2 separate regions of the Mus musculus genome follow, and region 2 is linked to region 1. The links are chromatin contacts, called in public HiChIP or PLAC-seq maps. All regions are on one chromosome and are shown on one strand. Each heading gives the region's core, a stretch centred on a gene start, on an enhancer-like site or on the middle of the called end of the contact. The rest is flanking DNA. Distances are from core to core; before and after follow the strand shown. Region 1 overlaps Septin9 (septin 9). Region 2 overlaps Dnah17 (dynein, axonemal, heavy chain 17).

Region 1 (4,892 bases), core at 1,090-3,589:
GCGGACACACACACACAATTATATTAACCAGCTGAGGATGTCACTCATCAGTAGAACACCTGTCTCACACATACAAAGCCCCGAGTTCCATGCCAGCACTGGGAGGGAAAAAGACATCCCACCCCCACTGCATTAAGACGCCATTCGTCTAGATTCCGTGTTCCACACACCCCGTGCGTTCTGCTCCAGTGCCTGCGCTCCATTTGCCTTGCACCAACTTCCAGATGTCCTTGGCACCCTCCAGCCTGCACATCTGGAGCCCACCCCAAGGCCTATGCTGACCCTGCATGCCTTGACACCAGGCACCCGCAGCTGAGCCGTCCCTCATTCTTCTTCTTTAACCCTGGGCCTCTCACCTCCTCTCAAGCAAGCATGACACCACCGGGGGCATCACATCCCTGGGGACACCGCTGCAGCCCTGGCACCTCACAGCTCTAGTGTGTGGGGCTCTCGGCCTCCATTCCTTCCTTTGTAAAACGTTATGAGCCCTTTTAACACTTCAATCTCATAGCTGTAGCATCTACAGATATGACCTCTGTTCTGACACAGGCTTCCCCAAACCATGTCCTCTGTTGCTGCCAAGGGAGCCTGACCTGTAGGCACCAAACCAGCCCCTGTGGCCTGATAAGGTCATCAGGTTTCTAATGTCTTTGAGATCTGCTTCAAGAATGTGGATCAGACATGATATGAGGGACAGAGACATGGTAAGTAGACTTGCAGAGGACCAGGGTCAGTCCCCAGCACCCACATGGAGGCTCACAACAACCTGTAACTGGAGCTTCAGAGGCTCTGACGCCCCCTTCTGGCCTCCTGTGACCTCCCGAGCACACAGGGTACACATATAAGCAGGCACATACACATGTACACAAATATAAAGAGAACTTGGTATGTGCCCCACGGAAAAGCATCGGTGGGGTCAGGCTGTCAGTGACTGTGATGTGAGCATTTTGAAGAATTAGAAACCAGTAAGTTGAAGTTCACTCCCAAACCTCATCAACACTCGGCTACAGTCTGGATTGTGACCACATGCTGGACACCTGTGAGGAAACTGTGGGTACAGCGGGCTGTCTGTAAAGGGGATATTGAGAACCCAGAACCTTCCTGACCGTCTCTGCTTCACTACAAGGTGAGCGCTGCCCTCTGCCTTGTGTTCCCACCATGAAGTGGTCTGCAGCAACAAGGGGTCAACCAGGCATGGACCCAGCCGAGACAAACCTTTCTCCCTTAAAAGCTGTTTATCCTGAGAATTTTGTAACAGCAAAAGAAAGTTAACCTAGCTTGCCTGGCTATATCTGTAGCCGAGTGTGGAATTGCACCTGTAATCCCAGAATTTGGGCAGAAGGATCAAGAGCTTGTAGTGACTCTGAGGCTAGCCTGGGCTACAAGAATGGAAATTGAGAGACACAAAAGGCCATAGCGGTGCCTCCATGAATAGGGAAGTCCTAGATGAAAAGTCCCAGTGACAGTGACAGAACAGAACGGCAGCTCCTTCTAGAGGGATAAACATTTTTTTAAACTGGCTGTGGAGGAGTGACAGGAAGCCATGTGTTGGAGCAAGTAGGTGGCCCGTGGGCTGCGGGGTCTTGGTCATCATGAAGTCTGGATTGTGATAGAAAAATCACTGAATTGTGCTATAATGTCGGCCCGAAGTGGAATCAGAAGGATCAGGAATTTAAAGTCATCTTCCAATAGATACCAAGTTCTAGGCCAGCCTGGGCTAAAGGGTCCTCTCAAAAAAAAGGAGAAAGGAAAGGACAAAGAAATTCACACAGCTGTGTACATTAAAGAGGTGAGGGGGCTGGGGAAGAGACTGGGTGGGGAAGGCGCTTTCCACTCAAGCATGAGGAGCAGAGTTTGGCTCCTCAGCTGCCTGTAATCTCCCAGGAGGTCTGGGTCAAGCTGCTTAGCTAGACCCAGTGAGCTCTAGGTGTTTGTGAGAGACCCCACCTCAATGTATACCCTGGAGAGAGATCAAGGCAGACACTGACATCAACTTTTACCAACACACACACACACACACACACACACACACACACACACACACAAACACACACACACACACAGTCGCACACGCACACACACACACACACAGTCCCACATGCACGCACACGCACACACACCTATGTTGTAAAATGTACTTCTTCAGCTACTTTCTGGAAGATTCCAGACTTTGTGATCCTGAGACCTGGCATCCTGCCTGGACCACTGCCCTCCCCCTACTCCAAGACAGTTCCTTTCCCATCATTCCTTCCTCCAAGGTTGCAACAACAGAGGGTGGGTAGGTGGCCTTGCTTCTCAAGGCCCAGAGTCTTCTGCACATGTCCCTCTCAGAACCCATGTCACAGATGTGGGCATTCCCCTCTGGGCTCCACATCTGGGCATGCATACATGGCATACAAACACGTTTTAAAATTACTGTTGCTCTTACTACATGCATGAGTCGGGGGTGCACACCACAGGACTCATATGGACGTCCAGAGGACGACTTTGTAGAGCCAGTTCTTTGCATCCATTTTTTTTCATGGTTTCCAGGAGTCTAAGAGATCACCTTTCCCCACTGAGCCATCTCACAGACACATACACACATACATGTACATCTATGTATGTACTGAGAGTAGGTCTTCCTACAGAGCCTGGGCTGGCCCGGAATTACCCTCAGTTGCATGACTCTCCAGTCTCTGTCTCCCAAATGCTTGAATTACATTACATGCATTCAGTACACACCCAACTAAACAATAATTGATTTCTTTCGGTGCTTGGGATAAAAAGCAGTTGTGCCTTCTAGGCCAGCATCCGCCCACCCCACCCCCCACCCCACCACATCCTCAGCCCTAAAGAGTAAGTTTTGAAGAGTCCCTCCAAACTCACAGCCCCATGGAAAATAACTTTAAGTGTTTTCTTTTTTTTTCTTTCAATGCTGGTCGCCCACAAAAGTATCAGGCCCAGATGGTTTCACTAGTGAGCAACTTGAAAGTTTTAACAAAGACAGGATTGTGTTGCTGTGAGAGTGATCCAGAAGGGAGAGGAAGAAAGAAACATATCCAGGGTGTTTTTGCTAAGCCAGCACCACGCTGTCACCAAAAAAAGCAAAAATAGCTCGGCACACGCCCCACACTGCAGAGCCAGCTCACTGTGCATCCGTGCAAAAAATAAAAAAAATAAAAAATAAAAATAAAACAAAACAAAACCAACAACCCAAAACTCTAGATCCCACCACGATGCTCAAACCGAAATAAATTCCAGCAGATTAACGACACTGGTACATAAAAATAAAACCACAGAAACATTAGAAGAAAATGTGGATGAAATGCTTGTCTGTAATTCTGGAATGCAGCAGGATGTGAGACCCAAACGCTCAAAGGAAAAATCAGAAGCCAGACAAACACAAGCCTTCAGGTTCTCTGCTTGGAAGAACACACTACAGCTCTGGGGGCGGGGGCTTAAACCTCATACCACACATCACCGTCACCATCACCATCCTCTTCCTCTTCTCCTCCTCCTCCTCCTCCTCCTCTTCCTCCTTCTCTCTCTCTCTCTCTCTCTCTCTCTCTCTCTCTCTCTCTCTCTCTCTCTCTCTCTCTCTCCAAGGGAGGGTCTTACTTGGTAGCCCTGGCCAGCTTAAGTATTCACTCTATTGCCCAGGTTGGTCTCTAACTACTGGCAATCTCCCTGCTTGAACCTCTCAAGGTCTGACCACCACCAATCAGCTCAAAAACCTCTTAGAAAAGGAACCATAGGGCTGGAGAGGTGGCTCAGAGGTTAAGAACCCGGCTGCCCTTGCTGAGGAGCCAGGTTCAGTTCCCTGCACCCACACGGCAGCTCACAATGATCTGGAACGCTGGTTCCAGGGAAAACAGTGCCCCCTGCTGGTCTGCACAAGTACAGCAAGCATGCTCATGGTGCACAGATCTGCATACAGGAAAATACACATAAGGTACAAAATAAAAGAATAATTAATTTTAAAATTACTATTTTTTTAATCAGTAAGAAAAGGGTTGACAGTCCGGCTAAGAGAGGACTATGGGCTTTGGGCTGTAACAAACATACAGAACATACACACAAAACACACAGGTAACACACACCTTCCATTCTGGCAGAGATGGAGGTGGGGGCACGAGGATCTCTGTAAGTTTGAGGCCCGCCTGGTCTACACCGTGAAAACATGTAACTAAGATCGATTTAGTTTTGGGGTGAAATGTCCCCCAGAGACCCAGGAGCTTGTAACTATCTGCTCCCCACGGTGATACTGTTAGGGAGTGCTGAGGGGAAGGGACCCAAAACCCCAGGCACAGGTCTCCAAAGAGACTGGAGGACTTCACTGGGTCCCAGCTTCCTGGCGCATTACATCAGCAGACTTTCTGGCTATGGCTATGCACACCCAGCATGTGGTCCAGCTCCTAGCCATGAGGCCACTGGATGTGGAAACCTCCTGAGATGCCAGCAAAATTTCCCCTTGATAAGTCAGCTGTCTCATGTAGGAATATGAATCTGCTCAATACAAAGCTGTAGAAATAAATTCAAACCCATTGGGCAGCGCCCATCCCCTCACTATGAGGGGAGAGCACATGCTTTTCCATTCACCATCCCTCAAAATGCTTTAATGATGTACCGAAGGCTGGAGAGATGGCTCGGGAGTCAAGAGCAAGCCTTGCTCTCCCAGAGGATCTGAGCTATGTTCCCAGCACCCATGCCAGGTGGCTCACAACTGCCTGTAAGTCCAGCTCCAGGGGTTCAGAGACCTCTAGCAAGGGCGCCTGCACTCGCTTGCACACGCCCTACAAAGACGCATGCATACACACAGAATTTTAAATAATAAAAATAAAAATGTAAGTGCTGTAACTGCTTGAGGTTAATGTGGGTGGAACTGGTTAAACTTTAAACCCACACTTCCT
Region 2 (4,892 bases), core at 1,603-4,102, 780 kb before region 1:
AAGATAATAAAACCACTCAGCCCAGAGGCTGCCCAAGACACCCTCAGCATGTGTCTGACGAGTCCCCAGAGTCCGTCCCCCAAACCCACAGGAGGGCCATGTCTTGCACCCACCCCTGTCCCTCAGCACAGTGACCACCCCCCCCCACCCACACACACACATGCACACATACACACCAGCTCTGACTTTGGTCTCTGGGCCCAAGTGAGTACAGCGGCCCCACAGTAAGCCGAGCAGAGCACAGTGGGGTGTGGGTCACAGGGTCACAGTGCCCCAGGTCAATCAAGGTCCTCTGTAGGTGCTACATCACGCTCACGCAGTCCCTCCACCTGATCATGGGCGGAGCCCCTGCAGGCCCTGCTGGCACGGGCAAGACGGAGACAACCAAGGACCTGGGCAGAGCCCTGGGCACCATGGTGTATGTCTTCAACTGCTCAGAGCAGATGGACTACAAGGTATGTGGCCAGGGCTGCGGGTCCCCACCCAAGAGCATGTACACCCAGAGTACCCACTAGCACTTGTGGAGGTAGAGGTCCCGGCAGTTCCATGACTGTCCCCTATGAATAGAGACACACACACAGGTAGGAGTACCTGATTGGCGTTCAGTGTGGGGTTAGGGTGAAAGTAGTGGCCACCGGGTGAACTCTGAAGGGGACAAGGACAGGTCCATCAGCTGCAGGGTCATGTCTTCTCAGAGGACTAAACAGGAGGGGAGGGACTCTGACAGTAACAGTCCCAGCATAAAAGGGAGGAGTTGGGGCGCCCTCCCGTTGGACGAGCCCCACAGCCTAGTGGTCCCATCCTGAGACTGAGGACAGTGGCCAAGACCCCTGCTGACTGAAGGTCATACCAGCGTGTCCCCCTCAGGGGCCCTAGAAAAGTGAAGTCTATTGATCCTAGAAGGACTTCTGTGTGAACTCCATGGGTGTGTTGCTGACCCTGCAGGGGACAAAATGGCATAGTCACACGAAAAGATCTTCCTGGAGCCCCAGCCCACCTCAGAGGATCCCTTCCTCCATGTGCATAAAATGAGAAGACAGGGGTAGGGATTGGGGGATTTCTTAACTTGATGTTCGCTTAGAAAAAACGCTGGGACCCTGCGGGTCAGGTGTACAAGGGCGCTGTCTCCAGACACCTGCTTCCTGCAGGCCTCTGGGGGCCACTCCCTCTCTCTGATCTGACTTTCCCTTTGTAGTCCTGTGGAAACATCTACAAGGGCCTGGCACAGACGGGAGCCTGGGGTTGCTTTGATGAGTTTAACCGGATCTCGGTGGAGGTCTTGTCTGTGATTGCTGTACAGGTAGGGCCCTTCTGCTTAGTCTCTGGGTCAGTGGGGGACCCGGAGTTGTGCCCAGTTTTCCTGGCATCTCAGTCACCAGAGACCCTCCTGTCTGACCACCCCAACAGCCAAGCACTGGGCAGGGAGGTGACACAGTGAGGCCTCAGATGCCCTGCCCTGGCTCCCAGGGGCCCTTACACACAGAGGGGACAGTAAGGGTCCCATACAGGGAGGTATAACTGATTCGGCCTGGGGATGCTAACGTAGAGAGCTACTTTGGGTGTGGTAGCTCATGCCTATAACTCCTGCCACTTTGTGATATGAACCCAGGAGGATTGCCACAAGTTCAAGGCCAGCCTGGTCTATAGAACAACCTCTAGGTTAGTCAGGACTATAGATTAAGACTTTGTTTTGTAAGACAGAGAAGGGGAGAGAGAGAATATTTGATAACCCTTAGTTGGCTTTGAGATTGTACTGTTTGGCAGCAAACTAGACCAAAATGGTACAGAATGTCCAACGACCCTCCCTCTGCCTGCCACCCACACACACACACACCCACACCCACACCCACACACCCACACCCCCACACCCCCACACCCACACCCACCCCCACCCACCCCCCAGCAGGCTGTATTTATAGTCTCAAGGAAAGGAAGTGCAGAATACAGACAGCTGGATTGATCACAGCTGCTCTGCCTTATCTGAACATGGTTTGAACAGTTGGCTGCCTGCAACCGGCTGGAACTCAGCTGTGGGCTTCAAGAACTAAGTTACAATATCTCCATGCATCGGTTGGCGTTCACTAGATAATCCATGTAGGGAGAAACCCTTCCCCAAGCTGGAGCTCTGTGCAGAGGTGGCCTCAGGCCAGTCAGGTGAACTTGACAGAAGAGAATGAAGCACTCTGGGCTTTGAAGAACACGGCAGTATCTCAGTATAAACTAACCAGCCAGAGCGGATGGGGAAGGAGTGGTTGTGTGTCCAGGGAATTCCCTAACCCGGCACAGAACAGCAATGGGGAATCCAAGGCAAAGGGGGTACAGGGTGGGGGCCATGTCAACACCCCAAGCTTTTAAACTCACCCGCAGGGCTCTGTGTTTCAAACAGGAGCCCCAGCAGTCCTGGTGCCCGACAGACTGGATAGACAACGGGCTCTGAGGTCCTCCAAGGCTGGCCTCCAATCTCAGATCAGCTTGAGACCCCACCTGCAGAGCCCTAGGCCAAGGCCCGACTTTGGAGGTCCTCACGAACCAGGCCTAGCCGCTTGCCCCAAACCCAGACAGTAAAAAAAAGGAATGATGGATAATGGGGAAAGGAAGATGGTACGGGTCAGGGGAGTGTTAGCAAGAGTTCCAAGGCTACACAGGAAGGGTGCTGGGTACACACACCTAAGCACTAGTGCGCAGTGATGTTCCTAGCATAGAAGTGACCACCAAAGAGAGTCTAAGAAAGGTTGAGGTGACCAGTTCTCAATCTGCTGTCCCTTACCGACCTGTTCACCCAGAGCTAAGTCAGTACATTGTAGCGGAAGCAACATTGTAGCAGAAACAGCTGCTACTCTTGCTAGAATTTCAGTAGGAAAAACCAGTAGGGGTGGGGGTGAGGGCAGGGCTCCTGAACACCCAGGTGGTGAGGAGATACAGGGGTGAGAGGACCCACAGGCTGGGGAAACCTCACCTCTAGAGCTCTCATCAGCCCCCCTCCCACTCCCCAATCTGAGAAGGGCCAACTGAGTTTGCCAAGGTGATAGCCACGCCTCCACCCTATCCTCCCAGGGTCAGTCACACACCTCTGACTCTCTGACTCAGTATTCACTCCCAAGTCATGGGACGAACCCTAGGATGTTCCACGGCACCTGTTTGATGATCTGAATATTTGTGGACACAAAAGAACAGGGACCAAAATGCTAGGAAGGTCCTAGCAGCAGGAGATGCTCCCAAATTCTTGCCCTCTAGTCCTGCCCAGGTGTGAGCCCTGTGGGCTAGAGACTGGGCGGAAAACCCAGCATCACCCAGAGTCACCTACCAAGTCCAGGCGAGCAAGATTTGGGCTAGGGGGAAAAAAAAAATCCCATGGCTGAGAGATTTCAGTCACGAGCCTGGAGCGCCCCCCAGTGGTGATCTTACAGTTTGCCGCTACCTTCCTTTGGTTCCTCTAAAATCCCAAGCAGAGACCAGATTTCTCCGTCCTGGTAAGCAGGAGATGGCCCCAGAGACTCTTGGATGCAGAGTGGCTACTAATAGGACTCTTATGGGTTCTTGTCAGAGAGTTGACAGAATTTAGCCAGGGTCACGGCCAGAGGACACTCCTGAGACAAAAGCCCAGCTGAGGTCGGCTGTATAACACCACGAACAACAAGATCACAGCGGTGGAGGGCAGAAGTCAAGGGCAATGACAGAGTGAAGGCCACTGCTAATTCACAGCCACCACACTCTGTAACTGGCGCGGGGGCTTGGGGGTGGGCCGACAACCCAGCCAATAAAATGCTTACCACACAAACCCACCGGCCTGAGCTCAGCTCCTAAAACCCAAATAAAAAGCCAGATGTGGGCACTGGAGAGATGGCTTTGGGGTTAAGGGCACCAGTTTCTTTCTGAGGACCTGAGTTTGCTTCCTGACACCCATGCCAGGTGGCTCCCAGCTCCAGGGGATTCCGCAGCCTCTGTGGCCTCATCAGGCAGCCAAACACACGGGCATACAGACACAAGCACACACATAAATCTTTTCCTTAAGGGGGGGGGAGCCAGATGCTGCCAGGTCTTTAATCCCAGAACTCAGAAGGCAGGGGCAGATGAGTCTCTGTGAACTCAAGACCAGCCAGGACTACATAGTGAGGGCCTGTTTCAAAACACAAAGCCAGATGCCAGATGTGTAATTCCAGCACCGTGGAGGGGGAGACAGAAGGATCCCTGGGGCGCTCTGACCAGCCAGTCAGTTGGTGAGTTCCGAATTCAACGAGAGACCCTGTCTCAAAAAAGTGTAGAGCAATAGAGGAAGACACTGTTGCTGTCTGGATTTCGCATATGTTCATACCCACACATATGTGCACACATTTGCACACACAAATGGTTACATTTTAATGTGTGTGTGTGTACCAACTGTCTAGGTAAAGTGTGTCCAAGATGCAATTCGGGCCAAGAAAAAGAAGTTTAACTTCCTGGGAGAGATAATAAGCCTTGTCCCCACCGTGGGCATCTTTATCACCATGAATCCTGGCTACGCAGGGCGCACGGAGCTGCCGGAGAACTTGAAGGCCCTATTCAGGTGACAGAGGAGGGATCCGGCAGTGTCCCAGGCTGAGGAGTTAGTGGAGGAGGTGGAAGACCCCAAGGCTAGCAGCTCCCAAGATGGAGTAGGGGTAACAGGACAGCAGGCAGGTCCTGGGGCTCCCCAAGTGGGGGAGGGGGGCGCGGTCCACAGCCGAGACACTGGCTATTCTGCTTAAGGAGTCTCAGAGGAGTCGGAGCAGGCGTGGGGCCTGGAGCTTCCTGAGCTGGGTGTGTGGATGGATGGGGGAGGCTGGAACCCGGCTTCATGTACCCTGAAGGTTGACTGGCAGGGACACGTGGCCCAGGGGAAGAGGGGCGGCTGGCTGATGAGGAGCCAGGGAGGT

The links. HiChIP or PLAC-seq counts read pairs in DNA pulled down with a chosen protein or histone mark.
Region 2: a contact with region 1 is called in an H3K27ac HiChIP or PLAC-seq map of double positive thymocytes, with 2.7 times the contacts expected there. The contact joins two enhancer-like sites. A contact is called at or near these places in 2 of 115 datasets of contacts at active chromatin or transcription factors (bone marrow-derived macrophages and double positive thymocytes) and 2 of 9 other capture datasets (embryonic stem cells and pancreatic islet).

The regions. Positions count from the first base shown.
Region 1 is chr11:117,299,953-117,304,844 of GRCm38.p6, reverse strand. The region is part of intron 2 of Septin9 (septin 9); the gene reads right to left. Among named protein-coding and RNA genes, the nearest start is that of Gm34065, 25 kb to the left of the region's middle. Within about 2 kb of position 2,339, at least 16 of the 459 cell types and tissues checked have an H3K27ac peak or open chromatin away from gene starts, as enhancers often do. A contact at or near this core is called in double positive thymocytes, where this site is marked.
Region 2 is chr11:118,082,476-118,087,367 of GRCm38.p6, reverse strand. It overlaps Dnah17 (dynein, axonemal, heavy chain 17), which reads left to right. Exons shown (of 81, transcript NM_001167746.1): 36 at 299-455; 37 at 1,196-1,300; 38 at 4,386-4,543. Among named protein-coding and RNA genes, the nearest start is that of Dnah17, 44 kb to the left of the region's middle. Within about 2 kb of position 2,852, at least 8 of the 459 cell types and tissues checked have an H3K27ac peak or open chromatin away from gene starts, as enhancers often do. A contact at or near this core is called in double positive thymocytes, where this site is marked.